3 separate regions of the Mus musculus genome follow, and all the other regions are linked to region 1. Evidence: chromatin contacts called from public Hi-C data. All regions are on one chromosome and are shown on one strand. The core of a region is the stretch at or near the end of the contact, and the rest is flanking DNA. Distances in the headings are between cores, read along the strand shown. Region 1 holds the start of Ldb2 (LIM domain binding 2). Region 2 overlaps Ldb2 (LIM domain binding 2). Region 3 overlaps Ldb2 (LIM domain binding 2).

Region 1 (2,700 bases), core at 21-2,520:
ATTAATCTGCTTATTAAAAAGAAGAAATGTCTCATTTGCATGCATTTGCATCCAGGTCTTACATTCCATCTTGTTTTTCTGTGGTCCCTTCCCCCTTCCCCCTTAAAGCCGCTGACTTAGCTAGGTGTGAACTCCTGCACTGAATTTTCTGGGGCTTGGCTTTGTTTAAGTGTCCTGTATATGAGTAAGTGTGGGGCCAATTGGATCTTTCCTAGATTCCCTAATTCTTTGTGGCAACTCTGCCCCCCTCCCCAGGGCTATTTGGGGTTTCTTCTAGTTGTCATGCACCACAATTAAGATTTATAGACTTGGCCACTCTGGGAAGGAAGCAAAGACCTTGTCCCCATCAGAGTTGGGCTTGTTACTTGGGGGGGCAATAAATTCAATTATCTGCAATTTCTTACTCAACTGAATTTTCCATGGACATTTCTATGGGATGCTTTTTCCTTTGCGTTTCATATCTTCCTGAGCAGTCTGCTTTTTGGATCCTTTTCTTGTCTTAGAAATACCTCTTAGAAATAAAAGCCCATTGCCTCTTGGATGGATTTTTAGATGGTTCCACATTCAGGTCTGGGTGATACTGTTTTTACCTGAGACTGTACAGGTAATCTAAATGTAGGCCCCCTAAAACCATCGTCAAAAGCAGGACAACCCCCTTTTGGGAGGTTAGGAAGGGGGCTGGGAATAGGAGTAGTTTGGAAGTCAGGGGGGAGGGGAATGCTAAGATACAGCTCAGCTTCCTATCCGAAGTACAGCAGGTACAGCCAAAACTCTGTTGGGAGATGAGAGCCCGGAGGAATCTTCCAGAGGGAGTGAATCACCAACCCCAAATCAGAGGGACCAGAGTGCCAGTGTTGTTGTGTTTGGGAGTCATCCCATTTCTGATACATTACAACAGTGTGGCTGTCAGGGGCGAGAGGCTTAGGCAGTGGGTGAACCCACCTCTCTGCTAACAAGCTTAGCAATGGGGGGGGGGGGGGGACTAAAACTCAGCCTTAGACTTCTTGTCAGACTAGGAGGAGAATTATATTTTTGAACTAGTCTACAGTGTGGACAGGAAATGACCCCTTCACCAACTGCTTCTTTAAAAACAAGCAGTTGGAGCCTCTAGCTATCCAGCTCTCTCTCTCTCTCTCTCTCTCTCTCTCTCTCTCTCTCTCTCTCTCTCTCTCTCTCTCTCAACTCACTCTCCCCCTTCTCCCTCCCTCCTTCTTCCCTCCCTTCCTCCCTCCCAACCTCCAACCTCCGCTCTCTCCCTCTCAGAGCTCCAGTGCTCCCTCCCCTCCCGCGCTCCCTCCCTCCCTCTCCCTCCTCGTTCCCTCTCCTCTCTCGCTATAGAGGGCTCCCACAGCACTTCCCAGCCAGTGTGCTCAGCCTGCCTGCCTGCCTGCCTCTGTGTGTGTCTGTGTGTGTGTGAGCGTGTGTGCGTGCGTCTACTTTGTACTGTGAAGAACACAGCCCATGTGCTCTGCATGGACGTTCCTGATACTCTATTAAGCTTGATTTTCGACAAGCAGGCAAGATGTCCAGCACACCACATGACCCCTTCTATTCTTCTCCTTTCGGCCCATTTTATAGGAGACATACACCATACATGGTACAGCCAGAGTACCGAATCTATGAGATGAACAAGAGACTGCAGTCTCGTACAGAGGTAAGTTCTTCAACCTTGGCGTGTGTTTGTGGATTTTTTAAAAAAAAACTGTGCATGGGCTTTTCCTGGGGTTCTTAGCTGAATTCTGTGGGAAGTGTCCCACCAGCTACTATCACGTAGGTGGATATAAGCACAGCTGGGTGAACCCTCGAGTTTGAATGCTGGGTTTCCAGCGACAGTAACTCTTGGAGCTGGGGACAGTTTCTGCCGGAATCTTAGTATCTGGAAAGAGACAAGCCACTTGGTTCACATGCCGAGTCTCTAGAAATTCAGGTTTCCCAGAACTCTGATGTTTACAGGCTTAGAGATGGTCGTGTTTGTTGAGATATAGACTGCAAGAGATTTTGTGGATGTTTGCGTCTGTGTTGTGTGTGTAATATCATGTATACATATATTCATATATTTACAAGTTCCAGAGGAAGTCTGGTTTGACCTGAACTTACTTTTTCAAAGTGACTAAAATTGAGGTAAAAGGGACAAGAGAGCAGCCTTGTGTACTTTTCAGAACTCCCTGGAGGTGGGCTCAGGGAAGACACACACGTTTGCCTGTGTTAAATTCAGAGACAGGTTGACTGAGGAAGTGGGGTCCTCTTGTCTCTCTGGTGGTTGTGCCTCCCAAGGCTCTACCTTGGGACAGGAGTTAGCTCCCCATTCAAGCCAGAAGCAGTTGAGTGCATTTGGGATCTCCAGAGAGAGGGAGGCTGAGCCTCTCAGGCAGTGAGCCAGTCCAGGGACTTCTTCAGAACTTTCTAAATGCAAAACTCCAGACTCCTCTTTCACAATTTAAATATTTAATTTTTCTCTGGGCTGCCCGAGTGGCAAAGCACTCTGCTGCCGGGTGCTCATCTGCCTGTAAGGTGGGACTTGGTGTTGAAGTGTTTATTGTAGGTGTGTCTAAGTCTCTTGAAGAAATAGAAGTCTCTGGGAATTGAGTTTTCGCTGCATAGTACAAATGCTCATAGGAGTCATGCCACAGGGGTGTTGGGGGAATAGCGTTGGTAGGTAGTTAGATTGAAGATTGGCTTTTAACTCTGAGAAAGGATTTG
Region 2 (2,700 bases), core at 132-2,631, 210 kb after region 1:
TCCTGTGCTACACAGTGACATTCTGTCTCCATGACAAAAGCTCATAAACAATAAACATGAAACAACAATAAAAAAGATGATACATAGAGGTGATTTAGTAAGAGTATAAGGTCTTGGTGTTTGTCACCCACTCCAGAACCTACTAGGGTGTATGGCATATATAGCAGCTGGGTGTGCAATAGGTCTTTATTGAAGAAGTGAGTGAATGCATGCAACAGGAAGCTATGATGCTTCCACGTGGGTACTTTAAATTCTCCAGGATCAGGTTTAGTAATGATGGTGACAGAACGCTACTTTTGTTCCTGATGCCCATTGATCCATGGGTTCAAGCCACTATCTACTAAAGGCACACTTGCTTTCCCTTAAGCAATAAGCTTACAACTCTGGCCTAGGGACATTTGGTATCTGGTGCAAAATGTGGCTCTTGAACTTTGTCTTCAAATCTGTATCTTTCCCTGTATGATTGGGGATAATGCTAGTGCTCAACCACAAAACAAACAGCAGGATGTGAGCACTTGCGTTCTGTGGGGGAGTGCTACACAAACACACTATTTCAAGTCTGTCATCTACCATGCTTTCTCTTTGCATTGTGGTATGCTAACTGACCTTTCCTCTACCCACTAAAATCATGACAACCAACCAAAGCCATCTTCCAAGACTTTGCCAAGTGTTCACTGAGAAATGAAATTGTTCCTTGTTGAAATCTATGGGCCTGAAGATTCTGTGGAAACAATAAAATTTTATTGAGTTTTGATGACTTGTTTTTAATGAGAGTACTGTACACAGAAAAGTCTGGTAAGGATTACAGAGCGAGAGGTTCAGGGGCAGATGACAAAGCCAGTGAAATGTAGTCATTGCAGAAGTGTGGCTAATAAATCCTGGTAAATGGTCCCATTTTCTTCATTATCTTGAGCCTTTAGTTTCTAACCACTTACTTTTTTCATACAGTGCACCACATTTGTAACTTTTTCATGTGCATGTAACACACACACACACACACACACACACACACACACACACACACAAAATCATTCCTTCAGGGATGTTTAAAACTTCCCTCCTGCTTGCCTAAAATCAAAAATGAGCACAATAAGTTAATTAAACACAAATGAAAGTCAGGATACATTGGTCTTTGACTCATGAGCAACATTCACTTTTTTTTACCCAACAGATGAACATTTAAATGCAGGGAAAGTCGGGGATTAAAGCCTAATAAAATGTTGTATAAACTCTTAAGTCATGTTGACTTCAATGGTGAGATCATGCCAAGAAAGTTAATGGAGCCAGCTCCAGGGACGACGACCCCAGTGATTTATCCACTTCTGTACACTTCTAAGCAGAAACACATGTCTGCAAAAATGAGCCCTGGCAAACCAAAAAGAAAGATCAAACTGCCGAGTTGTATGGCAGGCCTTTTCTGCAAGTGTTGCGTGTTACTGTTATATTGAAGGGCAATCTTTGTCTTTATGTGACTGCAAAACCATACTGCAATAAGTTTGACACGTGCAAGAATGTGATCTTTTTTTGGAGTGTATTCCCCCAGGGAGTGCTGCTGTCCACGTTTCAAAGAGACCCCATCCTAAGAATCAGGTCCATCTGAGGATCTCTCTCAGTGAAAGAACTGTTTTGTTTGTTTTTGTGGGATTGTTTGTTTCCTCTTGAAGAATCAGTCCAGAATCTGTAATGAGAAGACAGCTCAATATGTTTGGGAAAATCAATAGCTTTGACTTTTAATCACTACCTTTCTGGCTCTCTGGGCATGTGGCACAGAAAAGACTATTTAACCATTCTCATTCCTAGTCTTCCTAAAAGTTCCCCACCACCAGTGGGGCGGGGAAAATGTAGAGAATTACAGAGTGGAGCATCCTCTGTGTAGGACTGACTTAACCCTCCTGTCCATCTCCTCAGCATCTAAACCAAAATCTCGTCCTCTGTAGGGACAAACATAGTGTCCTTTGATTGCTCCCCTGTTTTCAGACATTGTGAGTTAGCTGACTATATCTAAAACTTGGGAAGTTTCAATAAAGGCCTATAGATTAAACTTTAGGGAAAAACATTCATCTCTAACAATATTGGGGCCCTGTAGTTCCTTCCCATCCTCAAATTACATTATTCTTGATGTCTCCATCTGGTTTGCCTCACTTGTTCGTATTATTCATTGGATCTGTCTAAGGCTGAAGATTTTGGTCATATGGCACTTGCAGAGTTATGGAGACCAGTACATGTGAGGCTCTAAGGATGCTATGGTCTAGTGGTATACATGATGCCTTCAATAAATTCACCATCTTATTAAGGGCTTATTGTAAGTGATGATTTCAATTTAGGAGGAATTTATTGAATTCCTCCTCGGGATCTGGCACTGAGGATACAAACTTAATGAGATATAGCCCCTGCCCAAGAGGAAGCAACTCTGCTGACCTCTTCAACCCTATTGATTGGATTGGAGTTTCACTATCTCTGTTTCCAGCCCAGGTTGAGACCCATAATATGATTAATTTTTTATATTCTGTTTATGATACCATCGAGTTGAGCCCTAGTTTTTTGTTGTTGTTGTTTTGCCTTGTTTTCAATGTATTTATAACATAAAATAGTTGCAATGACTTTGCTAATGATAAATTTCATCTTTCTGTCACTTTGTTAAAAAAGGCCAACAGAAGCCAGGTTGTATCATTTCTTACTGAGGGGCAGGGGGTTTCTTCT
Region 3 (2,700 bases), core at 89-2,588, 250 kb after region 1:
CGGCACAAATACATACACATAAATGAAAAAATAAAATACTTTTGAAAAAAATTAAAAATCAAATAAGGACTTGTTTTTTTCTCACTGTTGTAGTCCCTAGCCCTGAACTGAACATGGCCTGACCTCTGCACAGGAAACCCATGAGTACACATAGCAGGTTTAAAATTGGCAGACTATCTAAACTGACAGGCCAAGTCCACATTCCTTTGTTTGCCAAACATCTCCTAAGTAGCTATTTACATCACAAATATGCTGTGATGCTTAAATGTTGCAGGAATGTTTTCCAGGAACTACACTTGACAGACAATAAAATTAAGGATTACAGATCAGTAGTATGTCTCAAAGTCTGTGTGCAAGGAGTAGGGGGGATATACCAGTAAATCAGTATATATTTAACACAACTGTGCTCTGTGCTGACCCTTTATGCATGGGTGCTGTTAGTACACCTTACTGCTTTCTTCTGTTGCTCATTGCTGCCCTATTGGACAGATGAAGAATCTGGAACTGAACAGGCAAAGGCCCTCTGTTTGTGCTCAGAACATATCTAAAGGGCACAGCCAGTGTATGAATGGAAGCCCGTTGATGCACAACACAACTCGTATACATTTATAGTTGCTCTGCGTGCACAAGGGAGACCTTAGCAAAAAAGAAAGGAAAAAGGTGCTGCTCAGCCAGAGGGTGCCACGCTACAGTGGGACCTGAGGATGCCTAAGAGTGTGGATCAAATGGGAGAGAAAGATTTCTGAAGACATCATATGTGCAAACAATGCTGAGCAAAGAGATGAAGCCAAGGAGGAGCTCCAAGCTCCAGCTAGTGTAGCTTTGAACCAGACAAGCTCCTTCTGGACTTCAGACCCCTGCAAAAAGTGTTACGTACAAGAAGAGTCCATCTTAGTTCCTACTTAGCACCTGTGAAGGGGTGTTTGCTATTACAGCCAGCCCTCCAGAGGACCAGGATTCGCCCTACTGCCGTCCCTCAGCAGAAACAACATTGCTTCTTCCCCACTCTTAGAATTGCTAAAGCCCGTTAGGACCTGGCCTACATTAAGTTGAAAATCACAAGCACACATCTGCTTTTTTGTCAGCCAGATAAAATATGCTGATATTCAAATGTGAAACGGAATAACTGGTTGTCTCCACTGGGCTGAGTTGGGACAGCTCCGTCAAACATACTGAAATGATTTCATGAGAATTCCTGAAGTTTGGCAAGAAAATGCAAGAATGAGTTTACTTCTCAAGGCTGCAGTTTTGCTTTCACTTCGGCAAGGTCAGCGGCTTGCAATGAAATCCTGGAGATCACAGGAAGCAGTCAGCGGAGATGGTTCATCTACAGCAGTTGCCTAGCAAGCCAATGACGGTGACTAACAACCATCATTGCTGACGCATGATCACTGACATGGTGGCAGACACACGCTGTGACCTAAATGGTGGAAGTTGTAAAATTTGACAGTAATAAATGGGCATAAGTTGGTGGCAACCCTTCAAAGCGTAACTCTTGGTTTCTAGTAAAATGAAAACATGTATTTCCCTTCTCATTGTTTAAAACAAAACAGAAAATATGGAAGCTCCAAATAATAAGTAAAACAGCCATACTCAGATGGTACTTTAAAATTCTGTGCGATGCCTTAGGTGGTAAAAAGGCTTTCTGTGAGTGCCAGGCAACCAGAGCTCCATCCCAAGAATACAAACAACAAGCCAGGTGTGATGATGTGCATCAGCAATTTTAGCACTCCAAAGGAGAGAGGGGAGACATAGGCAGAAAAGTTACCCAGAGCTTATGAGTCAACTAGATATTAAAGCTAACCACCATATATAACCACACACACAGAGTATGAATATATATATATATATATAGAGAGAGAGAGGGGGGGGTCATATGTCTGTGTGTATAATTAAAATATCTAGAAGACAAAGTGACATTGCTATCAAACACGACCTGAGGTGACGGCATTGATGAATATTGGTGCTGAAGATATTGGTGACTATAGAGCATCCAGGAAACTTGAAACTTTTTAGTGTCTGTGTTAGTAGTAGACGTTCACACAAACAAGCCTTGCTATTTTAGTTTCATAAAACCCTTACAAAGTATTTTTTTTTAATTCCAAAGTTCAGATTTATTTTCCTCAGATGTAACAACTCCCCTCGTGTCACTTCTGAGGCCCGGAGAACATATGCCAAAGCTCTTCCATCCAAAGCATGCAGGAAGGAGACTGTGGTGCCCATGTGATGGGCCTCTGGCACCATGTTGTCAAGGGTGAAGACAGGGCACAAGTTAGACATAGCCTGTTTTTACTGCTCACGTTGAAAGGCAGATTTCCTACCTGGAGACTTAGTCTGTGAAATAGAGAGAACAAGGGATGTGACCTTTGAACCCTGCGGCAAAGCAGTCCCCAACAGAAAGTAAAGTCTGCTTCCTTGCCCACTCCACATCCAGAGAACAGTCGGGCCTAGTGAGCCCCTAGCAAGTGCGTGAAAGATAGAGTGCTGCTTGCTTGGACATGGATTATTATGTGACTAACAGAGTAATGACCTGGGATAGAAGCAGGGTACCTCTCTGTCATGTGTAAGGCCTTGGTGTGAGTCCCAGGGTCCTAAGAAAGGAAAAAGCTCAGAGGACCTTATCCTCAGACACAGAGCTATAAACAACTGGAAAATGCTGAGAGTTATCTAATACCAAGTGTCAGCCCTGAGATTATAGTC

The links. Hi-C and Micro-C count contacts between places; a contact is called where the count stands out from the background.
Region 2: a contact with region 1 is called in a Hi-C map of uterus, with 2.9 times the contacts expected there. The contact joins the enhancer-like site here to the promoter of Ldb2 in region 1. A contact is called at or near these places in 5 of 484 Hi-C or Micro-C datasets (nephron progenitors and uterus) and 2 of 9 other capture datasets (adipose tissue and liver).
Region 3: a Hi-C map of uterus shows a contact between it and region 1, with 2.1 times the contacts expected there. The contact joins the enhancer-like site here to the promoter of Ldb2 in region 1. A contact is called at or near these places in 2 of 39 promoter capture datasets (cranial neural crest and hippocampal neurons), 1 of 484 Hi-C or Micro-C datasets (uterus), 1 of 115 datasets of contacts at active chromatin or transcription factors (embryonic midbrain) and 2 of 9 other capture datasets (adipose tissue and liver).

What each region holds. Positions count from the first base shown.
Region 1 is chr5:44,798,316-44,801,015 of GRCm38.p6, reverse strand. It overlaps Ldb2 (LIM domain binding 2), which reads left to right and starts at 1,270. Exons shown (of 8, transcript NM_010698.4): 1 at 1,270-1,654. The coding sequence starts at 1,523.
Region 2 is chr5:44,585,367-44,588,066 of GRCm38.p6, reverse strand. All of the region lies in intron 2 of Ldb2 (LIM domain binding 2), which reads left to right. Among named protein-coding and RNA genes, the nearest start is that of Gm40297, 160 kb to the right of the region's middle. Within about 2 kb of position 1,381, at least 15 of the 459 cell types and tissues checked have an H3K27ac peak or open chromatin away from gene starts, as enhancers often do. A contact at or near this core is called in uterus, where this site is marked.
Region 3 is chr5:44,550,894-44,553,593 of GRCm38.p6, reverse strand. All of the region lies in intron 2 of Ldb2 (LIM domain binding 2), which reads left to right. Among named protein-coding and RNA genes, the nearest start is that of Gm40297, 120 kb to the right of the region's middle. Within about 2 kb of position 1,338, at least 39 of the 459 cell types and tissues checked have an H3K27ac peak or open chromatin away from gene starts, as enhancers often do. A contact at or near this core is called in adipose tissue and uterus, where this site is marked.